Regions from separate parts of the Mus musculus genome. Here region 1 is linked to region 2. A link is a contact called in public promoter capture Hi-C data. All regions are on one chromosome and are shown on one strand. Each heading gives the region's core, a stretch centred on a gene start, on an enhancer-like site or on the middle of the called end of the contact. The rest is flanking DNA. Distances are from core to core; before and after follow the strand shown.

Region 1 (6,933 bases), core at 812-3,311, 76 kb before region 2:
GACTGTGTCTGTGGAGAAAGGTATCCATGGGTAAGTTACCAAGGGCCAGCTGGACCATGGGGTCTCATGAGGGGATGAGCAGGGAGCTAGCTTCCCTCCAGACAGTGGGAAGACTGTCACAAGCTAAGTAGGCATGGTCCCATGAAGTCATCTAACCAGGGGGTGGCGGGGAGGCATCAAAGAACAACTTTCCATATCAGAGCTATTCCATCATCTCCAGAGGACAGTGTGTCACATTCTAGGAAAATCCCCACATGGGGACTGGGCTTGGGCATGAGAGGAGAGTATTCAAGAATGCAAACCTGCCATTTGCTTTTTCTGTAACTAACAACTTGGCCAGCACATTCCAAGGCCCCAAGTCTATATTTTCTGGCCATACACTTAGTGTGACAGTAACACTTGGGATGGGCATGGTTGCCACACCCACCTACAAAGTTCTTCCAGGAGAAAGGATTATCTGCCTCCTTCCAAGCCTCTGGCCAGGCCATGAGGACAGTGTTGTGTTTCATGCCACCGAGGCCAGCCGACTGGATCAGGTGGGACGCACCATCTCGCAGGTTGGAGGACACCACCAGCTGGCAGAAGCCCTTCGTCTTCTCTGCACTCATCAGAGACCGGATATTCTGTGGGAGTTGTGGAGGCAGGTGTTAGTACAGGATGCTAAGACACATGCCAGGGACAACATGCCCTTCGTCCCTACAGTGAGGCAGCCCCACACATATTCTTCTGGTGTGTCTGAAGACACCTACAGTGTACTCATACAAATAAAAATCAATAAATCTTTTAAAAAGAATAAGCATCCAACACTCATGGGCCATGCTTCATGGACCGACTTTAACAGCCTTTGAGGGAATGGAATGCTCCAGTAAGGGCTATCAGACAAGCCACCATGTCAGTCTCCACACCTGTCCACTCCCGTCATTCCATCACTATGTCAGGCATCTACCAGGACAGCTCTTCCCTCCCCAGAGCTGCTTAGGGACAATGGAGAGAGAGATTGTACGCTACGACTCAGGACACACCATTCACGAGTCAACAGCCTAGGGATGCTGTCCTTCTACAGCAGGCAGCCTACTAGGTCCTGTTGGGTGCAGGGTATCTGATGGTACCTAGAGGAACAGCCCTACTAGACTTCACACTTATGTGGACGGTGACCCTCATGCCTTTGCGCTCGCTCTCCCTTTTAGATCAGGAAGACCATGTGGTCACCGTCAGGCAAACGTTTTTCCACATCTCTTGGTAATAAGCACAGAGAGGAGTCCGTTTCGGTGTGGCCTGTGACGAGGTCCAGACTTGTTGATGCTTACAACTTTGGAGACTGCAGTGCAACGAATGTAGTTGCGTGGGAGGGAGATGTGTTTGGGGAACGAGGACAGTGACGGGTTGAATGGTGTTCCCAAGAGGGGTTCGTTTTGACCGTGCTACAGCCAAAATGGGGAAACATGGCCTTATTTGGAAAAAGTATCCTAACTGTTCAATGGGACCCTGAACTCAGTAACAAGTAACTCAGACAAGACGGAGGAAAGAGAGATCTGAGAAGGAAGGCAGCCATGTGGAGACAGGCTAAGCCTAGGAATGCCTGGAGCCCCCCCCCCCCCCAGCAAAGCCAGAAGAGGGAGAAAGTGATTTGAGCCCACTCTGCCCATACCTCAAATTTAGACTTCACCTAGTCTAGGTTTGCTCCACTGGTCACAAGACTCACTATTCTCCCTCCTTTGCCTGATTTCGACTGCCTCCTATATTGGTCCCACAATGACTGCCCTGCACTACAGTTCCACAACTAAAGCTGTACTGACAATACACACGGTTCCCAGCCATCCTTTCACCTCTACCCTTGCTTTGTGTTCACCTCCACCAACCACCAGCCAGCCATCTAGGGTAGACCAGGCTCACAAGAGGAACATGTTCCACTTATAGAATTCTGCGTAATTCAGAAACAATCTAAACACACTGTCCTAAAAGGGGAACATGCCAGTGATTGAGAGGCAGCCCAGGCGGGAGGCGTGGTCACAGGGACACAGCTGCTCCCAGGCAGGAAGGACAGTGCCCATGATGGGGGTTTCATAGGAGAAGTACTGGAGAGGCTGACTCAGCTCGATGGCATGTGTGTGGCAGGGCTACTCTGTCCTCCTATGGGCTGAAGCTGGCTAAAGGTCACAGCACAGAGGAACACTGCGGAGGACTGACCAGAAGGATATGCCTACCGTACACGGTACCTACACACCCCTGCCCTGGCTTTGTGATGCCTGTGTCCCTGACAAAGGCTGCAACATTGCTTTCCCCAGGCTAGACCCAAAGAGCTGGAGCTGGATCTTAGTTTTTGCCTTACTGCTAGAGAATCGCCTGCCCAGCCTAAGGTTTTAGAGGACAGAGCCCTGACCAGGCAGGAATCTGGTCCAGATAAGAAGTTGGCACATCTGCCAAAGCCACTGTGGGCAGGGAAACCTCACAGAAGAGGAAGACAGGACCCTTAGTTAGGGAAGGATAGGGTGACTCAAACCCTCAAGCCCTTTCATGCAAATGCTGCAGTAGAGGGAAAGTGATATTAACCCTGACATAGTAAGGAAATGCCCAGAACAAGCTTCTTACACAAGCTCTGATCACTTAAAATGAATGGCTTTCCCAAACTGTCTTCGTTTAATATTACTACTGATAGTCCGACTAAAGGGCAGAGCTCCATCAGGCAGGAGGGGCAGGTGGACCCTTGGGCAGCTCCTTCTGGCTTTTGCTGATCAATAAAAATGACTAATTCCAATGCTAAACCTTTCCTATGGGTACCAGGAGAGGCGAATACTTGGCTTCTGTTTCTCAACACATGTTCCTGATTCAGATTCTTTAGAACCTTCTGCCTAAAAGCAAATAGAGATTAAAATCATCCAACCAGGGTTTGAGTGTGGCTCAGTGGCTGAGTGAGCACTTGTCTAGCACATATGGGGTCCTGGGTCCCACCCCAGCACTACAGAATATAAATTAATCTAACAGACATACATGAGATAGCCACAGGAACTCTTTGGTTTTTGTTTGTTTGTTTGATTGATTGATTGATTGATTGATTGATTGATTGATTTTTGAGACAGGGTTTCTCTGTGTAGCCCTGGCTGTCCTGGAACTCACTTTGTAGACCAGGCTGGCCTCGAACTCAGAAATTCACCTACCTCTGCCTCCCAAGTGCTGGGATTAAAGGCATGTACCACCACGCCCGGCCACAGATACTCTTCTCATTTCTTATCAGAATGGAGATTGAAACCAGAGTCAGAGGGTCCCCAGCAGGCACTCACTTCAACACAAATACCTTTCCCCATGTTCTGCCAGTGACATCAGATAACAAACAAGAGTCCATGCACACCCTTCGAATCTGTCCAAAGGGTGGCCTTAACTCCAGAGATCCCCTCTAAAGTGTAGAGGAGACACCAGGAAAGGACATGAGCATACCATTGCTTAAAGCAGATGCTGGCCTTTTTTGTACCCAAGAAATATCACAGATAAAAACAAGAGCACCTCCAAGACAGAGCCACTCTCTCTCCCATAACAAAATGCCCCTCAGACCAGCTACAGGTCAGACACCAAAGGACAAGACAGAAAACCACCCATCCGTAAGGACTAGAGCTATGATGTTTAAATTCGTGGGTTTGCAGTCAGCAGCAGCCAGGGTTCGGATCGGAGGCTCCACATTCTAAGGGGCAACTGCTGGTTCTTTTGGAGGAGCAAGAAAACGATCCATCTCTTCTCTTGTCCTCTTTGATCTTGCCGAATCTCAAAGCTGCCTGACAGGCAGGCCGGGCAAGTAATGTCATCACTGAAAAAGCCACAAGATTGTCACTCCAGACCAGAGTTATCAATAGTCATTACCACCAATGCCCACAGTCAGTCCTCAGAATACACTCCACAGAGTCCACTCCACAGTCCACCCAGAATGGACTGGACTCAGAAATTGGGATGCAGCTTAGAGACACACAGACAGCAGGAAGCCTGAACGCACAAGCAAGACCAGATAAGGATAGCCATAAGAAAAATGCTCGCTGATCAACCCCTCCAGAGAAAAGGGTGACACCAAGACACGGCAGCTACGATGGAGCCTTAGGTAAGATCCACAAATATAGAGAGAGGAGTAAAAAAGGTTTCTGACAATCTGGGTAGCTGAACACTGGAGGTGGCAGGACCCTGCCTGGCCTTGTGAGGACAGCAGAGGCTGTAGATGGACATGAGAAACTGGTGACACTATTTGTTCTGTTTCTGCTTGGGCTGGAGGTTTCCTGTCACAACTGATCACAGAGAAATAAGAAAGCCTGTGTAGAAGAAGCCCAGGAGTTACAGGACCAGCAAATTGTGGGCAGCAGGCATCAGAGATGGCTCCAGTATGCTGTAGGAGGAGGTTCTGGTTACTCACCTCTTATCCAAAGGATCAGAACATCTGACAGCACACAGACTCATGTTTGTTTGTTTGGTTTTGGTTTTTTTCGAGACAGGGTTTCTCTGTGTAGCCCTGGCTGTCCTGGAACTCACTCTATAGACCAGGCTGGCCTCCAACTCAGAAATCCGCCTGTCTCTGTCTCCCAAGTACTGGGATTAAAGGTGTGCGCCACCACAGCCCAGCGCACACAGACTCATGACCCAACAATCTCTACCTACTAGAAGGTGCTGGGGTGCACAGGGAGCTATAACAGACACCAGGAACAAAGTGCCAAGGCTAGACACAGGGGCCCTCAGGGATCCAGTCCCATGGCAGTTGTCACTGCCCCTCTGTCTCAGGAGATCACACATCTCATCTCTTCAAATCTTACTTCTGATCCTTTCAGACTCAGTAGCCACCCTGACAGAAACCAGGAACGGCACGTGTAAAAATCGTGCCCCTAAGCCTCGAGATGCAGGCCGTGGCTCAGCTCTTCTTAGGTGGTTGCAACCCGGACCTCACTCACTCTGCACTCCACCTGCCTGCCTACCTCTTCAGCCCTCTGGGCCTCCACATGCTTGTCTAAGTAGGTGCCCTCTAGCACAGATCCCACGATGGTCAGGCCCTTGCCAGCCTTCAGCTGAGAGGTGAAGGACAGCAGGCGGGGGTGCTTTACACACTGCTCCGAGTCCAGGTTCAGCATCACCAACACCTGGGGCCTGTGGTAGGATAGGCAGGGACAGGAGTTACAATGGCCACACACAGGGCTCCCGTGCTCATGGAGCCAGATGGGATAGAGATGGGAGAGCAAGTAGACAGACATCCTAGGAAGACCAGGTGGAATAAGAAGGACAGGTGGGGCAGATGGGACCGGTAGGACCTTGTGTCTGAGGCTTCAGGTGTCCCAGCTAAGGTTGGCCTTAGAACAGAGGAAACTCCCGTAGAGGAGCATGCCTCCAATCCATACTGCTGGTGGCTTGTTGGATATCCAGGACCCACCTCTGGCTATTCTCCCATTCTTTGGCAGTGATGCCCTGTCAGATCTCTCCTCAGAAGGCCAAGAGTAAAAGCTTCCAAGACAGCGCTAACCAGTTGGCAGGATCAGGGTCTCCACTCCACTCTGCTACCTTGGCACTGTGGCTATGGGGCATACTCACCTCCAGTTCTTGGTATGTGGGGGCCCATGTTCCACACGCAGCAGGGCGTAGCGGGCAGCATTCAGTGACAGGCCCCTGATGCCATCCCCCCACTCCTTCTCAGCCCTGTATGGGTACAGAGGAAGGTCACCTTGTCACAGTAGCACTTTGAAGAATGTTTACATAGCTGAGACAGTCACAATGTGTGTAAACCCAACAGGAAGGGGCTTCCCAGGACAAGCAGGGCTACTGGATAAAATGAAAAGGTTCGAGCAGCAGGACTTCCTTGTGGTACCATTCACTGGGGACACCAGGGACAGAGAGAAGAATGAGGCTGAAATCATGACTTGGAAGCCCTGAACTAGATTGGTCTCAAGGACCAGAGTGAAGACAGAAATGTCAGGGAAGGACAAAGGTAACTTGGTGGAAATGGAACTCTTAACGTAGCTCCTGGGACATGACAGTGCTATGGTTGACAGGTGCCAAATCCTTTAAACAGACTGTCAACAGTGGAAGCCATAGATGTGCCTATTAATAAATTAGAACACACATGAAATTAACAAAAACAAAAAACAAAAACCCTTCCCAGCTTCTGCACAGTAACTCCCGGGCAGGAATTCAGCATATACCCGAGTACGTCAGCCTGGCTGGGACTAGGGGACAACACAAGACACCTAGGACTCACAGGGTGTCTAACTTCCATGAGACCTCAGCAGCAGCACCCAGACTCATGCCCCAGGGTAGTGAAGTCACAGCTTTCTGAGGGGCTGCCACTCACCCGCGGTACTCGATGTACTTGTAGATGCAGCCGGCAATGAGCATGGCGAAAAGGGCGTAGTACCAGGAGCAGATGAACATCAGCGCGAGGCAGAGACTCATCCCAAGGAAGGAGAGGGTCCTGGCGGACATGAAGTTCAGAACAGGCCCGTACAGCCCCCAAATGGCACCTGAAAGCCTGCTTCACCAACAGCACTTTCCCTATTATGCAACTCTTCCTTGAACAGAGCATCAGCCCATGACGCCTGGCAACCAGGTCTGCCACTCAGTCATCCCTGAAATACGAAATGGCTCCCAGAGATCCTGCTGTGGCACAGCAGAGCTGCAGCCTGGAGACAGTGCAACTGTCTGTTTCCCTCCTGGGGTGCACAAGACACCCAGCTACGTGCAGAACACAGAATGGGCTCCATCCACCCAGCCAGCACTGTGCTGGAAAGGAGCCTGAAGAACACTGGCAGCTCTGGGATTGCCAAACATTTCTGGCTGGAGAGGACCAAGCTGACATAAGAATCACACGTGTACTCAGGAAAGGAAATATAAGTCAGAGGCCAGGACAGGACCGTGGCCTCCTAGACTTCACTGGGTCTCCTTCCACCAAAACAGTTTTAAGCCTAGCAGCAGGCAGCCTCC
Region 2 (7,627 bases), core at 1,908-4,407:
GTGATGATGATGTCATGAGGCAGTTGGTCACGTTGAGCCCTCCAGAGAAATGAGTGTCGGTGCTTGGCTGACTCCTACTATTTTATAAAGTGAGGTATTGCAGCCCGTGGGCTGGTGGTGCCACCCATATTCAAGATGAGTCTTGCTACCAGGTGTGATGGCTTATACTTTTAATCTCAACACTTGGGAAACTGAACCAGAGAAACCCTGTCTCGAAAAAACCAAAAAAAGAAAAGAAAAAAAAGTAGCCCAGATCTATCCTTTCTGGACACAACCTCTAACTCACCATATCCCTCTGCTTGCAAGTGTCCCAAGTATTAGTCAAACTGCTCACAGCCAGTGCTAAGGAGTTTTCCATGGGGCACATACTCAAATGGTTCACAGCCAGGAGTTTTCCATAGGGAGCATCCCGAAGCCAGAGTCCAGGTTCCTGGAAATGCTTCTGTGGGCCTTGGGCACATCTAGGCTGGGGCCAGACAGGACTAACCCATGGGGAATTCAGTTGGTCCCGCACAAGAGAAAAGTCTAGTGACTTTGTACAATGACAAACAGGGAAATGGAATCTGCTTTACATAAAACCCCAATTTTGAACAGTAAATGGGGTGAGGATAGAAAAGGGAGGTGACAGAGTTCAGAGAAGGCACAGGCAGTAAGTCGGAGACAGGTAGAGAACATGGTGTCAAGTGGGAGGCAGGGCACAGGATAGAGCATAGTCCCGAGGAAACAGAGAGCTTCTCCAGCGTCTCCTCCAATTTGTCAGAGGGTTTCCACAGTTATTGCTTCTTTTAGCTTGTTCATTCTTCTGTCCTCCATCTGAATTGTAAGTGTGGGCTCATGTTATACCCCAGGCTGGTCTAGAACAAAATCTATAGCTCAGGGTAGCCTTGAATCCTTGGCAGTCCTCAGTGACTGAGGGGACAAGCATGGGCCACCATACCCAGCTCTCAATAAGTTGTCTCTGTTATGTATCAGTAAATAAAGAAAACATTGATGATAAGACATTGTCCTCCCAACACAGACATGGCCTCAGTGCCACACTTTCCTGGTCTATAATTGTAATCCCAATCTCGATGGCCAGCCGACTATTTATAGCTTCTGCAATTTTTTGGCTGTTAGGTGAGGTCTGACTTAACCCTGCAAGCGGCATACTTTTCTCAGAGTTCCATAGATCATACCATTAATCCCTTACACCCACTCTGTCCATTCAGTTTGTCTTTTCTGAAGGGTACCTCCTACTGTACAGAGCATTTTGAGCCTTGATCAGGAAGACATTCCCCTGGCCATGTGATAGTACCCTTTTTGTCAGGTCAGGACTCTAGAGGCCTCTCCAAACTAGAGGTGCCAATGCATGGATACTTGGATGAACCTTGAATGTCACCATGAGAGGCACAGGAGGCAGAGGGCATGGCGGTGACTCAGATGAAAGCAAGTAGCAGATCTGGAACACTTTGTCATGAGACTTCACAAGCAAGGAGGCCTCTCCATTCCCCAATCAGCCACAGGCCCTGGACACAGAAATCCAGCCTGTCAACATTTGTATGTCCTAAGGATCCACTAGAGTGTCCTACCTACCATACTGGGCAGTGGCCTCTCTACTGTTAAAAAGACACTAAGGCATGTATGATCACTGCCCAGGCTACTAAGAGAGCTGACAGAGGCTTCAGGAACTTTTGAAAAGGCATCAGGCATCTCTGGGGCCACAAGGGAAGATGACACTTTCAGTGGCAGCAGAGGGAGGGAGAGGGACATTGCCCAAAGGGAGGTGAAGCCCACAAGTTCTCATTTTAGAGAAAGCCATGAAGAGTTGTGAACTAGGCTGTTCCAGAAGTTGTCCCCAAGTGGGCAACTACAGAATGAATCTATTTCAACTTATTTCAGAGAGACCTTGATAGAGCAGGACTCCAGGGCTGGCCTGGTCACCAGAATCAGAGCCAGGCTCCTCTGACCTCACTCAGGGAGCATATCTAATCTTATCCCTGGAGTTGGGGAGTGTTCCAGGGTGTGTCTCCTTCTGCCAGGAAAGGGTTTTCAAGGAAGCCTGGGTGATCAAAAGGCAGGAAGGTGGGAGAGTCAGAGAAAGGAAGTCATAGAGAGATGTCAGAGAAACAAAAATATAGAGACTGAGAAGTGTGGGCAGAGAGACAAGGCTGTAACCAGCTACCTCTCTATAAGATGACAGGTGTCCCACCTACCACACAGGACAGAGCCTTTTGGGCTTGGGGGGGTGTCTTAGGGCTTTCATAGGGTGGGCTTTCCTGAGTGGAATGTGGAGGCAGTAAGACAGTTACCAATGGATAGGTTAGAGATGTGGCCCATGGATTGAAATGCTGGTTCCCCCAGACCCAGTCCAGCTCTAGGAAGTCAGTCTCATTGGTGCCCATTTTGGGAGGGTCTTTGTGTTTGGCTGCAACTACAGTAGGTGACAAATATCGCAAGCCCTGTCCAGATGAGGGCAGGAGAGTTTGGATGCTTAGGTAGACCTTGTTCATTTTTGGGTCCCCCATTCACTATTCTGAATGGAGATTTTGTGTCATGTCTACACCTAATCAAGTGTTGGTAAAGAAGTCTGACCCTGAACAAGGAGACCCTAGATGACAATCACAGGAAGTTTGAAGCTTGCCCATGGTCATGGTCTCCCCAGGACAGAAGGATTATGCCTGGTCAGAGACTTTCATCACCATCCACCTGACCAGGGAGATGCTGTCAACTGTTCTTAGGCCCTGAAGCATCTCTTCTCCACAGGGGAAGATCAGCCAGAGCTGTGAGCCAGAGGCTGCAGATCTGGTGTGAGCCAGGGTCCCAGGGGAGGCTGTCTGGTTAGTTGCTTGAGGGGTGGTGAGAGCAGAAGCTGTTGCTTCACACTGATACAGTGCAGATAGGGAGATCCTGCCAACTCTCTTGTCCATTGTCCAGTCCCCACCCTGCACCCTAGGTATTAAGGTGGACCAAATCCCAGCCAGCAGAAGGTTTGCGTGAACATGTTGTAAATATTCACAGATCCTTGTCAGTTTTGGAACTTGCCACCTACTATAACAATTCCTGGATGTGCTCACCCAGCAGGAGGTCAGCCTTCCCCCAAGGCTCCGTTCCCACAGTAACCAGCTCCAGTCAGTTAAGGGTTTTAGGACACCCTGCTGCCAACCCTGAATTCCCAGAAAAACAATTGGCCCCTCCGGAGCAGAGTAGAAAGGAAAAGGCAATCTGCTCTGCCCTGGACCAGACTAAGGCTTTCTGGACAGAAAAGGGAAATTCCACTTAAAATGGCATCCTTGCTTAACATGTGCTTCTACGGGATTTCCTTTGATTTTGGCCTCCTCTTCTGGAAACGGTATTCTGAGATCTGTATCTCCAAGGCTCATGGGAGGTGCCTGCACTGAGACACCTCTCCTGGAAGTCTTGGACCTCATCTCCTTGTTCCAAGACTCTCATTTTGTGCTGGTGGCAGTGTTGAAAGTACCTTGTTGACCTGGGATGCTGAGAGAGGCAGAGCAGCCCCTCCTAACTCCTCTCACTGTCACTACTCCCAGTTCCAAGTGGAAGGGAGAGTAAGTAAAAGCTAGATGGTCCCAAGCTGATACTGGTATGTTCCTGTCGCTCAGCATTGCACAGAAGGTAGTACATAGCTCAAAGGGAAGCAGAGTTTACACTTGAGCCAAACATGAATGACCACAGCCCCAGAACCCCAAAACACCAGGCACCAATGAGGAAATGGTTTCACAAAGCTTTTTAGTTACAAATACGGTCATAAATCAAGGCATTTCCCAAATACATTGGTTCAGATACAGGATGTATAGAAAACTGGGGGGGGGGGGGGGGGAGATCGCCACCAGAAGTCTTAGATGTTATCTGATGACATTCTTAGCTTTTGGGTTGGTGAAAGCTAGTGGTCTGCTAAAGTGACACATTGCAAGAATTTATCTAATAGTCATAAGGACATTATGTGTGACACAGAGGTGGTGAGTAACTAAGTATTAAGCATATTAAAGATAGCCCAGGGACTGGTAAGATGGCTCAGCGGGTAAGAACACCCGACTGCTCTTCTGAAGGTCCTGAGTTCAAGTCCCAGCAACCACATGGTGGCTCACAACCTTCTGTAAGGAGATCTGATGCCCTCCCTCTTCTGGTGTGTCTGAAGACAGCTGCAGTGTACTTACATATAATAAATAAATAAAATCTTAAAAGTAAAAGAAAACAATGTTTTTTTTTTAAAAAAAAAGATAGCCCAGGATAATTTGACTCCAGAGCTACAACACTCCAAATCTCCAAAACTCAAGACACTTTAGTCAGCTAAATAGCATTTCGAATATTTATCAAAGGTGTGGCTTTTTTCTGTGAATTCACTGGAACAATGGGGAAAAGGTGGGGGAGACAGACAAGTGGGATCTGCCTTGTTCTGTCCACTAAATTCTGTAATTCTAAACTTCTCTTTAAAATGAGCTCTAAACTTAGAGTCAAACCAATGGAACACATTCATTCTTGAGACACTGGAAGGAGTCAGCTAGTATCTTGGTTGTATCTGACACTTGGCCATGAAGGAGGCCCAGGAGAGCTGGTGCTTCCTTCCTTTCTGCCTCCAGAAGATTCTTACCAGCTACGGGGGCCACAGCAGGTAGGGGCCTGAGCTTTCCTGAGCATTGGAACAGAGACAGGCTATGTTCAAATGAGTTCTGGGTGGGTATCCCTATAGCCTACAGGTAGTTTTTCTTTTGGTATTGTACAAGGATTTTAATCCAACAACATGGCTACTCTGACTGGAATACAGACAGGCTCTTAGCACACACCTTTAATCCCTCTGGCTGCAATACAGACACACTCTTAGCACACACCTTTAATCCCAAATAATGAAAGTAAAGTTAGTTTGTAGAAGGAAGCACCCGTGTTTGAAAGTGATGTCTAATTAAAAAGCAGAAAAGTGATGAATTAGAGAGAGCTTAGACAATAGGATATGCCTGTCACGAGAGCAGAGTGAAAAGAAAGGCTACTTAAGAGAGAGCAGTGCAGAGAGAGAAGGGAGGCAGTTTTACCAGACAGTTGTACAGAAACATGTTGCAGAGAGAGAACAAGCTAGACACAGGTGAAGATGGGATGAGCCAGAGAATGGGAAGGAGCTAGAAGATTAGAACATACTGCCAAAGTCAGTGTGAGGCCAAGCAGATCAATTCAGGAGAAGGCAAGAAAAAAGTCAGATAGACTCAGTCAGCGTGGAGAGGAGTCTGAGGCAGAATGGCTGAGTTAAATCAGCCAGTCAGAGATCAGAAAGAAGTAGGAAGTGGTGAGCATGTTCAGCCGCAAGTCTCAGAGACTGAAAACACTCTAGGACTAGATAAGGTTTACGGAGGCTAGACGCTTCCACGATTAGGACTAGGTTAGGCAGACTCAGTAAGCCTCTGAGTCAATTATATCAGGTGAATAAAAGGTACTTTCACACACACACACACACACACACACACACACACACACTATATATATATATATATATATATATATATATATATATATATATATATTCTCATTCATGAGACTGGCAAAAAGATATAACCTTGTAGATGTATGTGGCCAGGGTCAGTTAGAACATCCCAAATGTTTTCTTGATGTATCACAGTCCTAGCTATAAACTTCTGTCTGTCCGCCTGTCTGTCTTCCTTCCTTCCTTCCTTCTTTTTTTAGATTTATTTATCTATTTTGTATGAGTACACTGTTGTTGTCTTCAGACACACCAGAAGAGGGCATCAGATCCCATTACAGGTGGTTGTGAACTACCATGTGTCTGCTGGAAATTGAACTCAAGATCTCTGGAAGAGCAGTCAGTGCGCTCTGTCTCTGTTTCTGTCTCTGTCTCTGTCTCTCTTCCTCTCTCTCAAAAGTCAAAATCTTCAGTTAAGATTTATTTTATTTATATGAGTGCATGGTAGCTGTCTTCAGACACACCAGAAGAAGGTATTTCATGAGGGTGAACCACCATGTAGTTGCTGGGAATTGAACTCAGGACCTCTGGAAGAGCAGAAGGTGCTCTTACCCTCTGAGCCAGCCCCAACTCCTGTCTTTCTAAGAGGTGCTGGAGCATCTCAGCTGCCCCTCTCTGCTCTTGCTCAGCACCTACACGATGTGGTGGCATTTTCCCAGTGACTGTGAAAAGGAACTTGGTCAGAGTGGGGTATGGGTGCTGGTGGGATCAGGCAAGGTCTGTTCAGGATGGGTCTACCTATGGGAGACACGGTGTGGTCAGTGAAGGTGGCTGGGTCATTGCCTGGGTTTACTGAGCAGTGGTGACCAGGATTTGGCTGTCAGTAGGCACATTACAGGTATTTGAGAACTCAGTATCTATCTTAGAGAATCTCAAGGTCACAATACCCAGAAGCTCTCAAGAGAGATCAATGCTGCATCCCTGGCTACACAACTCTTAGGTCAGCTGCTCAGCTCCTGGCTATGGCCTCCCTGAAGAAGGCCCGCCCTACAACAAGACACATCTTTTTGATAGTCCACCAGTGCCCTGGATATCCAAGCTCACACCTAAGATTTCTGGGTGAGTGGACAAGAAGACTCTGTGACAGGAGCCTACTGATGCAGTATTGAGGTGGGAGCATGGGGCAGCCAGGATGGCAGGAGAGACCTAGGAGTCCCAAGCAGAGTCCTTATGACCTAAGTGGACTGACTAATCTTGGGTGACTTGAGCTGGCTGGGGGTGACACTGCTCATCAGGGTTTCCATGGACTAGTGTGCAGATGCCAGGTCCAGGGAGCTGGGTCCTCTGGGGATCCCGACTTGCTTACCCCTGTTCCTCCGTGTAAATGAGATTGTCCCTCTGAAAGCATTACTTCATTAATTCATTGTCTCAAGTGACGTGATGTATAAGGGCTACTCAGCCTGATGAGTGTGGGACAGTCCTGTCTCTATTCTTTTTTTTTTTTTCTTTTTTTTGGTTTTTCAAGACAGGGTTTCTCTGTATAGTCCTGGCTGTCCTGGAACTCACTTTGTAGACCAGGCTGGCCTCGAACTCAGAAATCAGCCTGCCTCTGCCTCCCCAGTGCTGGGATTAAAGGTGTGCGCCCACACCCGGCTCCTGTCTCTATTCTTATGTTAAGGCAACACCATCCCCCAGGGACCTAGAAAAATTTTGGCCAAACTTGCTCTCAGTCCTGCCCTTGCCAGCATGATCAACAGCCTACACAGGGCGGGCCCCCACCCAAGCTGTACAAATCCCACCTTAGTACAAACTTTGTGTGAATATGCTCTGTGTTGGTGCCCTCTGCTGGTCCAATCATGTGGTTTTTCTAGCTGTTTCCTGAGTTAGCCCGTTCAGCACAAAATCACAGGGCTCCACTCCCTCCTCATTCCCCCCTCAGTGCTTTGAACCATCCCCAATTAAACCTCTCCTTCCAGTAGGAGGGTCAGAGCTGGAGTCGAGTTCTCTGGGGTCAGGAATACAGACTGCCCAGCAGCAAGTGAACTCTGTCCATCTGGCCCTAGGTGGTTATTCAGGCTTGCCAGCAAGAAGCAGCCCGGAGGAGGAGAAACATGTCCTTCCGTGAGTAACACTGCTAGAGGTGAGGTTGCCTGCCAAGTTGCTACTTTCCTACTCTACCCCCGTGGTTGACCTAAGTTGTCTGACTCTGACCCTGGATGACAT

The links. Capture Hi-C pulls out chosen DNA fragments and counts their contacts.
Region 1: a promoter capture Hi-C map of adipose tissue shows a contact between it and region 2. The contact joins two enhancer-like sites. A contact is called at or near these places in 17 of 39 promoter capture datasets (the 3T3-L1 cell line, 3T3-L1-derived adipocytes, the C10 cell line and 11 more), 2 of 15 datasets of contacts at CTCF or cohesin (embryonic stem cells and large pre-B cells), 56 of 484 Hi-C or Micro-C datasets (the 3T3-L1 cell line, 3T3-L1-derived adipocytes, the C10 cell line and 37 more), 9 of 115 datasets of contacts at active chromatin or transcription factors (CD4 T cells, T-cell acute lymphoblastic leukemia, double positive thymocytes and 5 more) and 5 of 9 other capture datasets (adipose tissue, embryonic stem cells, embryonic tail and 2 more).

Annotation. Positions count from the first base shown.
Region 1 is chr13:73,799,104-73,806,036 of GRCm38.p6, reverse strand. It overlaps Slc12a7 (solute carrier family 12, member 7), which reads right to left. Exons shown (of 24, transcript NM_011390.2): 15 at 6,305-6,424; 16 at 5,548-5,652; 17 at 4,941-5,109; 18 at 428-623; 19 at 1-8. Among named protein-coding and RNA genes, the nearest start is that of Slc12a7, 39 kb to the right of the region's middle. Within about 2 kb of position 2,061, at least 114 of the 459 cell types and tissues checked have an H3K27ac peak or open chromatin away from gene starts, as enhancers often do. A contact at or near this core is called in adipose tissue, where this site is marked.
Region 2 is chr13:73,723,146-73,730,772 of GRCm38.p6, reverse strand. No RefSeq gene overlaps it. Among named protein-coding and RNA genes, the nearest start is that of Slc6a19, 26 kb to the right of the region's middle. Within about 2 kb of position 3,157, at least 19 of the 459 cell types and tissues checked have an H3K27ac peak or open chromatin away from gene starts, as enhancers often do. A contact at or near this core is called in adipose tissue, where this site is marked.